Regions from separate parts of the Zea mays genome. Here all the other regions are linked to region 2. A link is a contact called in public Hi-C data. All regions are on one chromosome and are shown on one strand. Each heading gives the region's core, a stretch centred on a gene start, on an enhancer-like site or on the middle of the called end of the contact. The rest is flanking DNA. Distances are from core to core; before and after follow the strand shown. Region 1 holds the start of LOC103633115 (probable plastid-lipid-associated protein 12, chloroplastic). Region 2 holds the start of LOC100101542 (putative growth-regulating factor 1). Region 3 holds the start of LOC100280401.

Region 1 (3,088 bases), core at 579-3,078, 210 kb after region 2:
ATTTGGCCAATGGCAGTGACTTCCTACATATAGCATTCACATATACTGGTAACGGAACCCATATAGCATTCACATATAGCCATCAGTTATCAGACATATATAACACAAGCATGAGTTATTAAACAGAACTGCTCAACATATAACAGGTTCGCTAATTTGGCAAAGTCATCGCTAACACGAGCCGAGAATTATAAAAATGACAATAAACAACTTGCACGACAAGGAAGTTCTCTTTGACCTTTCAGCTTCTCCACAAAGTCACAGGAAGTTCTCTTTGACCCATGATTTGAATCGATTTTGCATGTAAAGTTTCACATTCCATCGGTGAATGCGATAGGTGACTCCTCACTTTGCTATCAGCTCCAACGCCCACGAAACAGGATCATTCGGTGAGGCAATACAACAAACAGGTGGCTGGCACACATGGGTATCACACGATACATGCACTGGAGCATGAAGGACTCACCGGAAAGGCCATCACAGCGGTGTCTGCCTCCAACCACGCCTAGAGGTCGCCGTAGAACTAGTACTGGTCGACATCGCCTCCTCCCAGTACGCCTCTGGTCGTGCCTAGACATCGTCGTAGAGGGAGAGGGAAGAGGCATGGCTGGTTCCTCCCAACAAGCGCGGTCGAAGCAAGAATCCCCTCCTCCCCCTTCTCGTCTTCCTACCGACTCCCACGCAGAAACGACTCGCGGTTCCTCGCCGCACTCTCCCTTGAGAAAAAAACCTTTGAAGGAGGTTTCGATCGTGAAACCGCCTAGGGCCCGCCCTGCAAATGCATGGCAGTGAGCTTTATGGCCAATGAGGTGTCAGACCTGTGCATCGGCAAGCCGACCGTGAGGTCGCTCCAGAGGCGGAGGAGGTGAGCGAGGCGACGACGAAGAGAAGAGGCCGGAGGCATGGACGTGTGGAGGTGAGGAGCCCAGCGACTTGGTGAGCAGGGGGCTAGGGCGCAACTGGAGCGAGGCGGGGGGCACGCGCGAGCGGTGGTGGCGGCCGAGCGCGAGCTAGGGCTAAGCGATTGCGAGGCTAGCGAGCGATGTAGACGTGAGAGGCAGGATTTCGGCGAGACGAACGACGTGGCGCACGAAAAGCTCGGCGAGGAGAGCGGGCAGGCGGTTGTCACGGTGGGGAAGGGGCGTAGGCTGTTACAGCGGGGCATCACGAGAGAGGCGGGGTCGGAGGGCGGAGGCACGACGTAGGTGTGGACGCCCCACGTTTCTATCTTAAGGAGTAGTATATAGATTATGATGGAAGAGTAATATAGTAAAATATCACTTTGTAATCATAAATAAGCTAATATAAACTAGTATTTGTATCTTATTTTAATTTATTTGTAATATTAAAGTGATATTTTATCCTCCCATTTTTTTCACCGTAATTTAACTTATATAACGTAGCAGAAGGAACAAACGGGCCTTAAGGCTGGCTCCAGCAAGATCTCCTTAAGCCTCCTGTACTCTAAATATAGATGACGAAACGGTTCTCTACGCTCTCCAGCAGCGTCCTCTAAACAGTCCTCTAAATTTAGAGGACGCTGCTGGATTCTCTATATATAGAGTTTCTCTAAACGGTCCTCTATCCATTTGAATACTTTAAATAACCGGTTTAGCAAAACTAAAACTTATACAATACATTTAAGAGTATGACAAATACGTATGTACAAAAATAAAAAATAAAAAATGTCTCTAATATAGATATTTGCGTATAGAGAACGTGATTTAGAGGACGTTGTTGGAGAGGAAGAAGATATAGAGGATAAAATCTTTTAGAGAAGACTGTAAAGGACGGATATAGAGAATACATATAGAGGACGTTGCTGGAGACAGCCTAACAATTCAATAGATCAACACGCGCGAGAGGCGCGAACGAGAGGCGCTTCCCACCGGGCACTCCTCCACCAGGCGTGAGAGGCGCTAACGAGAGCCACAAACTCTGCTCCGCGTGCACGCCGCGCTCCATGGCCGCCGCCCCAGCAGCAGCCGGAGGCCTTATGCAGCTCCAGCCTCCGCTATGCGTGTCGCCTCGCGCCAGCGCTTCTTGCGCACCAAGCATCTGGGGGGCCCTGCCCCAGCTTCGCCGCCGCCGGGCCCTGGCGCGCGCGGCGTCGTCGGTAGCGGCCGGGGAGGCTGAGGCGTACACGGAACCCGAGCTGGTGTTGCTGGAGGCCCTCCTCGGCATCCAGGGCCGCGGCCGCGCCGTCGCTCCGCGCCAGCTCCAGGCAAGGGACCCGCGATTCACTAGATTTCTGCCGAGCGCACCACGTGCTCGCGCTGACATGTAGGTGGGCGTGGCACTGGAGACTGACGCCCTTTTGTGGTGGTTGCCTGGTTGCAGGAAGTGGAGAGCGCTGTGCAGGCTCTCGAGACCCAGGGAGGCATTCCTGATCCGGTGCGATTATAATCTTATCAGCTTACCCGTGATACTGCTTAATTAGTGAAGTCAACTGTCAAAGATGAATGTTTCAGGTGCCGATTAACAAATGGGTTGATTAGGGGGTGTTTGAATGCACTAGAACTAATAGTTAGTTGACTAAAAATTATTAGTGGAATTAGGCACTGTTCCAATCTCGCGAGATAAACTTTAGCAGCTTTTTTTTAGCTACTTTTAGCCCTTTATAATCTAAACAGGAGAGCTAATGGTGGTAATTGAAGCTAAACTTTAGCACTTCAATTCATATAGCTAAAGTTTAGCAGGAAGCTAAAGTTTATCCCGTGAGATTGAAACGGGGCCTTAGCTAGCTAACAAATAACTACCTAAGGCCCTGTTCCAATCTCGCGAGATAAACTTTAGCAGCTTTTTTTAGCTACTTTTAGCCATTTATAATCTAAACAGGAGAGCTAATGGTGGTAATTGAAGCTAAACTTTAGCACTTCAATTCATATAGCTAAAGTTTAGCAGGAAGCTAAAGTTTATCCCGTGAGATTGAAACGGGGCCTAACTATTAACTAGTTTACCAAAAATAGATAATAGTTGAACAATTAGATAGGGTGTTTGATGTCTCAACTAAGGCCCTGTTCCAATCCCGTGAGATAAACTTTAGCAGCTTTTTTTTAGCTACTTTTAGCCATTTGTAATCTAAACA
Region 2 (3,270 bases), core at 591-3,090:
CTCCAACATCGCCATTTCTTACCATCTGTTCGCCGACACCTCCCTGGTTCTGGTTCCGGGTTCTTCCCAAAGTCCAAGCAGAGCGTTGCTAAGCCCATCACTGTACAACAACCAAGTTAATAAAGAACGGTTAGAATGCCTCAAACAGCCCATACGTATGTATAAAGAATCTCAGCTTTATGATGCTCCAAGCCTAGGTTCCTTCATCGCCCCTTAGCAACATGTGCATCAAATTGCACTTCATCTGAACATTGCTTTGCTAAAAAAAGATATAACTAATTTAACCTATAACAAAAGGGCAACTTCAGATGAGATCAATATAACTAATTTACTGTACCATCCTACAAATCACTACCACGAATACCTAGCGAACAACCTGGGAAAGTCCACAAAAAAAAAAAACAGAAATTCATAAGAGCATACAGATATGACGACACAGGTTTGAAGCATACAAGTAGGGTACTTCTGGGCGCCTTCAGAGGATGCACCGGTCACACTCTTCCATACCGGGAAGACGAGGTGAGTAGGCACAGGTACTCGGGCAGCCATGTACTGGTACACCCGGGACTGCTGCTCTAGCTCCTGAAGCTGCATGGCTGTGAATGCTGCTCCAGCACCATCAGGGATCGATGCCACAAGCGCTTTCATTTCTTCCTGGAGTGCTGCGGTTGCTGCAGCTGTAACCAGGGAGAGGGAGAGAGAAAAAAAACTCAGATACGCTCAGCCAAAAGCTTCGGGCCAAATAAAAATAAATCCTCAATTCGTAAATGCATGCACGAGACGAGTACTTAATTCCACGCAGAGAGCACAAGAAACAGGCAGAACAAAAGGTTGCATATAACTAAATGAGCTCCAATTTCATGTTCACTGTATCGTGGAAAAATAGCATAACAACAAAGAGGTGAGAGGAAGGAAGGCCTTCTGATGAGTACAAAGTCAAACGATTGTAATAAAGGACTTATAGAACAAAACAAATCATACTTTTCTGAAGCCTTCAACAGTTCAATCCTCTGAGTAACTAACTATAAGGGCTAGCAGATTAGTACAAAAGCAATAACTGAACTCAATATCTGATCCTTTGCATGTATTCTCAGCAAAAGGACAAAGCTATTAACAGAACCCGAACCCCTCAGAAAGGTGCTCCTCAATGTTTAAAAGGAACAATGGATACAGTGAACGAACAAAAAAACTGCTTTACAGGCAGAAATAAACGGCTACACAAGTACAATTAACTGGCAAGTAAAGCTACCAACAGTCCAACTGCCAAAACAATACTTTCTTCGATTTTTTTAATTCTGTTTCTGGGCACCTGTTCTGTTAAGAAGGCAAAAGACGTCAAAGAAGCAGCACTACTGAAGTCTGAATCCATGCATCTGACAGCTGAGACACTAGCGGCCGGCAACAGGGGCAGCTAGTACTACTAGAGCCATGACCGAAGAGAGAAAGAGAGAGTCAGCCAGAACGGGCGCCGTACCTTCCTCCGGATCCTCGACGGCGAGGACCTCCGGATCCTCGACCAGGACCAGATCTCTGCACGCGCCGTCGTCCTTCTCCCCCGCGCCGCCCTGCACCTCTCGATCCGCCTTGTCCCGCTCCTGCTCTTGTCCCGTCCCCTGCACTGCAGCCTCCTGCGCCACTTCCCCCTGTGCCGGCGCCGGCGCCGGCGCAGCCTGCTGGTGCTGGGGGTTATCCCCTCCGCCACCGGCCGACGGGTTCTTGGCCTCCCCCTCCGCCGTCATGGTCGCACCAAAACGGCGGCGCGAGGAAGGGGTGGGGGAAAGGTATCTTTGGGCGCGGATCGAGACGGCGGTGGACGGAGAGACAGGTGATACGGCGCTCTCGCTTTGACGGGCGGGGGTAGGGGGAGGGACTAGGGAGGAGAGGGGCGTGCAGAGCAGAGCGGGGAAAAAGGGCCTGGGCGTAGGGCCACTGGTGTTTTTATCAGGTGCGGTGCGGTGCGGCCTTCGGGGCACGGGAAACGCACGAAGCTAAATTGCTAGGCGCACGCCGAAGGGTGGGTCTGAGACAGTATGGCTGCTTGATTTTGGGCATATAAATGGTGGGCCATGGGAGCATTGCAGCTCTGGCATGGGAGTGTGGGAATGGTATGGTTTTAAAAAGACAGGCTTTCTATTTCTGGAGGTGCTATGTGTGATTCTTTTGCTAGTGCAATCAGCCACATCGCATTAGATTAGATTTGTTTAATTGTTTGTTTGAGCTCCAACTGTGAGAATGGAGGCTGTATGAGTTTCTTCGGCCTCTATTTTCTGTTTCTCGGACTGAAACAATCATGCATAACTTCTTTTTAACAATCATGGATGATTCTTATACCTCTAACTGCCTGCTTCATTAAAATCCATAGATCTTGCTACAGATTCATCAAATTGATGGACCACAAGTTAGTGGAGATGAGAACAATTATCCACATCATCACTGGTTACATACAAAATAATAATTTACTAAATAAATTTTCGTGCGTCGCTATGGAGTGAAAATATTTGAAAATGTTGATAGAAAAGACATATAGATAACTCTATTTCGTCATACAATTGATACAAAAGTAGCGGTTAAATTGCCAATGACATGTGATGCTAAGCATCACCCCTCTAGGAGATGTCCAAATCTCAGAATTGCCTCGTATGAAATATCGGAAGGTGTAGACTGGATTATAGGCTTTTAGAACATAATTGTTGTATTTGTGTATGTTCACTGACTCAACATTTCCAATTAAAATAAACCGAAGTAGCAGCAAAGGTGCAAAGAGCCATCCAATTTTGTCCTGTAGTGTTGCATCTATAATAAGCCAATTAATATGAACATTGCGACAATTACAACCACATCTGTCAGATATTACACCAATCAGTATAGGTAAAGTAAGTTATACTCCTCATCAGACTATGAAAAATAGTACACCAGATTCAACAATGAAAACAATATAACCATACAGAGAAGGAAAAAAATACATGTATCTCATATTCTGATTCTGAACCTTATTCACTTGCTACAGAAGAACTGCATACAACATATAAAACTACAACTTAGATTGCAGTTGCATTAGGTTTACTCATAAACTATTATTCTGAATACATCAGATTGCAGGAGTAAGGATCCTATCTCCAATGGCAGTGAGGGGGTTGGCTGCCTCGGCGACCTCGATGACGACATTGGTGGTGCCAGGCAGCTCGAGCGGCCACGCGTCGAGCGTGATCTTGACGGTGTCGAAGATGTCGAGATCGTGCAGCCGCACAGTAGAGACACTGGCGGCGCAGA
Region 3 (3,291 bases), core at 686-3,185, 240 kb before region 2:
CTTCCCAAAATCTTATTTTCTTACCATTACCCACAATCGATTTGATACCCATATGGGCAGCTTGTACAGCCCAGGGCACCCCTTCCTAAAAAGGGGATGCACAAACACCAAGTCAGCAAAGGACATTAGGATTTTTTGTTCTGTACTTGGAGTCTATTATCTTAACCCAAATAGAGTTTGACTTCAAATTGTATCTAAATATCCAAGCATAAAGCAGAGACAGATTAAGACTCCTTAGATCAGGATTCCCTAGTCCACTAAAGCCCTTTTTTCTGGGCAACCAATTGCCAGTTTACTAAGTGGTATTTGTGCCTATCCTCATTATCATTCCATAGAAAGTGCCCCATCTGTGAATTAATCATGTCAGCAGCCCATTTAGGGACATTTTATAATGTAAAGCAAATAAATAGGAATGCTTGAAAGACATGCTCTTAAAAGAGTAAGTCTGCCAGCATAGGGCAAAAGTCCCCCTCTCCATCCAGCTATTCTCTTATCTATCACAGGTTGTAAATCAGCTCTCTTCAATTTAGTAAAGTGAAGAGGCACACCGAGGTATTTGATTGAGAAACCCCCTTGTTTGCAACAAAACACTTCTGCAAAACTATTAGCATTATCTGAATCCAAACCAATGGTAAGAAGATCGCTCTTGTCATAATTGATCTTCATCCCTGATATCTGTTCAAAAAAAGATTAACAGCCATCTCAAAGTCTTAGCCTTTTCTAGATTATTTCTAAGAAGAAAAGAGTGTCATCTGCATAATGCAGAGTGGTCACACCACCTCCCATGACCTGAGGAAGAAGCCCAGAAATCAAGTCCTGTGTAGCTGCTTTCTTGAGCATCCTGGTAAAGCTATCAGCTACTAGGTTCAAAAGAAGGGAGATAAAGGGTCTCCTTGCCTAAGACCTTTTCCAGGTATAAAAATGACACTATCCATATCATTTATTCTCACACAAAAAGATTCACCCTGTACCAGACTCGATCCATCTAATCCACTTGGGGCTAAAGCCCCTAGACTGGAGCATGTCCTCCAGAAAATTCCAACTGACCCTATCATAAGCCTTTTAGTAGTCCAACTTAAGAATGACCCCAGCTTCTTTTTGCTTCATGAATAATTTCATGTGCTGCTACCACACCCTTAAGAATGTATCTGCTTTTATAAAAGTTGCTTGATTTGAAACATTCAGCCTATCAGCTACCACAATCAGTCTGTTATTAAGCAATTTAGCAAACAGTGTAAAGCTAAAAATTAATAAGGCTGATAGGTCTAAATTAAAAATCTAAATAAACTTGGTTTCTTGGACTCTTACAGCCCAGGTTCAAGATCAAAGGAACATGGTCACTGACAGCCCTAGATCTGACAAGAGACAAAGGCAAGAGGATATTGTTGGTCAAAAGCAGTGTTACAAAACACTTTATCCAGGGCAGCAAACACATGATGTTATTGATTATTGGTCCAAGTAAAAGACCTAGAGGAATTTTGCGCATTGCAGCTTCCTTCCTTGGTTTCTGGTCTGTGGTTCTGTAAATTTTGCAGACTCTTTTGTTCGATTCTATCGAAACTGTTAGCAAACTGGACCTTCCATGTGGGCCCATGTAATAAGCCCATATCTCTTCACTGACATTGGAAATAGCAATACCATTGAAATTTGTTGCGCTGTGAGATTTCCTTGGCTGTTGCGTTGGTTGTAATACACTAATACCTGTGTAGGAAGTGCCTCAAGCGATGATACAGACACAGGTTGAGCCAATAATAATATCATGAACAAAACACCAAAGTCTTCTTGAGCAGAGGAGGATGAAAGTGACGTGGACGGTTGGGTTAGGTGATGCTTACCTTTCTGGTTTCCTAGAGGCTCTCAAGGACAGGTTGTGATGTCTCTCCATCCTTTTAGTTCCTTGCTTCGTCTCTACTCCCAAACCCAAACCTGATTAATGCCTCGCCTCCATTCCGTACTCTCCTGCTGAAGCTTTTTTCTCTGAAACTAGTATATCCCCCATCTGTTTGGTCCCGACGATTTTCCGCTTTGGGAGCACCACCAAGCTCTTCCAGCTTGCAGGGCTGGAGTCTTTGCCAGGGACAGCAATGGTGCCGACGCATGGCGATACAGCCGGACCGAGCTCCAGCCAGGATGACCCGGCAGCCAGCGTGAAGAAGCGCAACAGCAACAGGCCTCAGTGTAATCGAATCTCTCCTCTGATAAAGAAGCAGAATTCTGTTAATTATTTCTTTATTTCTCCAGCCTGGTTTTTAGTGAATTTGAGGGCTGGGGCTTTTGCACCATAATCAGAATTCGATGTGCTTCGAACCAGAACAAAAAGAAAAAAAAAACTCTCTCTTTCCAAGATTAGGCGATGGTGAATTCATGAAGTTTTTTTTTTAAAAAATGAGGCGATTCATAAAGCCGAAGTAACCTAAACTAATTTATACGATGCTGTTATCTTTGTGGTTTAAATTTGAAACAAGGAGTGGTTGTTATGTATATGATGACTGTATTGTGTTGACTTTGAAGATCATCCGTTTACTCAGCAACAGCTTCCAGCTTGCAAGCCTATACTTGCGCCTCAGACGGTAAGTTTGACTGCCTGCCTATTAACCGTATCTCATTTTCGTTGAGTTATTTCTCAGTGTTTAGAGATTATAAGAATACAGGATGGTGACTATTGCAACTAACCCTGGGCGACGCAATCAGGTCATCCCTGTACTCCTGTTTGTGGGCGTAGTTTTTATCGTGATTGGCCTTGGCTGCATTGCAGCCTCAAACAGGGTAAGTTCGAGCTGTGTGGTGTGTGCGTTATACTGCATATATATAAACCTCAAACCTGATCCCCGGTTCTGAAACCCAAGTTTCCTGCGATTTTCTTGCTTCCAAATAGGTGGTTGAAGTGGTCTATGAGTATGAGACTTCATGCATACCAAGACACATGCTTGGCAACAAAGTCGCCTATATCCAAAACCCATCTATAGATAAGACATGCACATGGATTCTCAAGGTAAACGGTTATCATCAACCAATAAAAAGTGAAAAAAAAGGATTCGAGACATTTTTTTCTTTGCTGTTGTTAGTTGAAGGAGGACAAGGTGACTAATGCTCTTCTCTTTGTAGGTTCCTAGGGATATGAAGCACCCAATCTACGTATATTACCAGCTTGACAAGTTCTACCAGAACCACAGGAGGTAAAAGCTAACGTGGCGTACATTTCCAGTACTGGGTTCCATAGATAGAGACGGCCAAGACCGATGCTCTCGCCTCTGAGCTGAAGAACACGTACATGTCGGGAATGAAAAACCA

The links. A called contact is a pair of places that touch in the nucleus more often than the background predicts.
Region 1: a Hi-C map of leaf shows a contact between it and region 2, with 6 times the contacts expected there. The contact joins the promoter of LOC103633115 here to the promoter of LOC100101542 in region 2. A contact is called at or near these places in 5 of 25 Hi-C or Micro-C datasets (bundle sheath, ear, leaf and 1 more).
Region 3: a contact with region 2 is called in a Hi-C map of leaf, with 5 times the contacts expected there. The contact joins the promoter of LOC100280401 here to the promoter of LOC100101542 in region 2. A contact is called at or near these places in 4 of 25 Hi-C or Micro-C datasets (ear, leaf, leaf mesophyll and 1 more).

The regions. Positions count from the first base shown.
Region 1 is chr7:150,906,757-150,909,844 of Zm-B73-REFERENCE-NAM-5.0, reverse strand. It overlaps LOC103633115 (probable plastid-lipid-associated protein 12, chloroplastic), which reads left to right and starts at 1,828. Exons shown (of 11, transcript XM_008654793.4): 1 at 1,828-2,224; 2 at 2,341-2,394. The coding sequence starts at 1,964.
Region 2 is chr7:151,120,366-151,123,635 of Zm-B73-REFERENCE-NAM-5.0, reverse strand. LOC100101542 (putative growth-regulating factor 1) reads right to left here and starts at 1,840. Exons shown (of 3, transcript NM_001112558.1): 1 at 1,475-1,840; 2 at 453-677; 3 at 1-100. The coding sequence starts at 1,739.
Region 3 is chr7:151,358,447-151,361,737 of Zm-B73-REFERENCE-NAM-5.0, reverse strand. LOC100280401 reads left to right here and starts at 1,935. Exons shown (of 8, transcript NM_001153324.1): 1 at 1,935-2,178; 2 at 2,512-2,570; 3 at 2,692-2,766; 4 at 2,876-2,992; 5 at 3,106-3,176. The coding sequence starts at 2,085.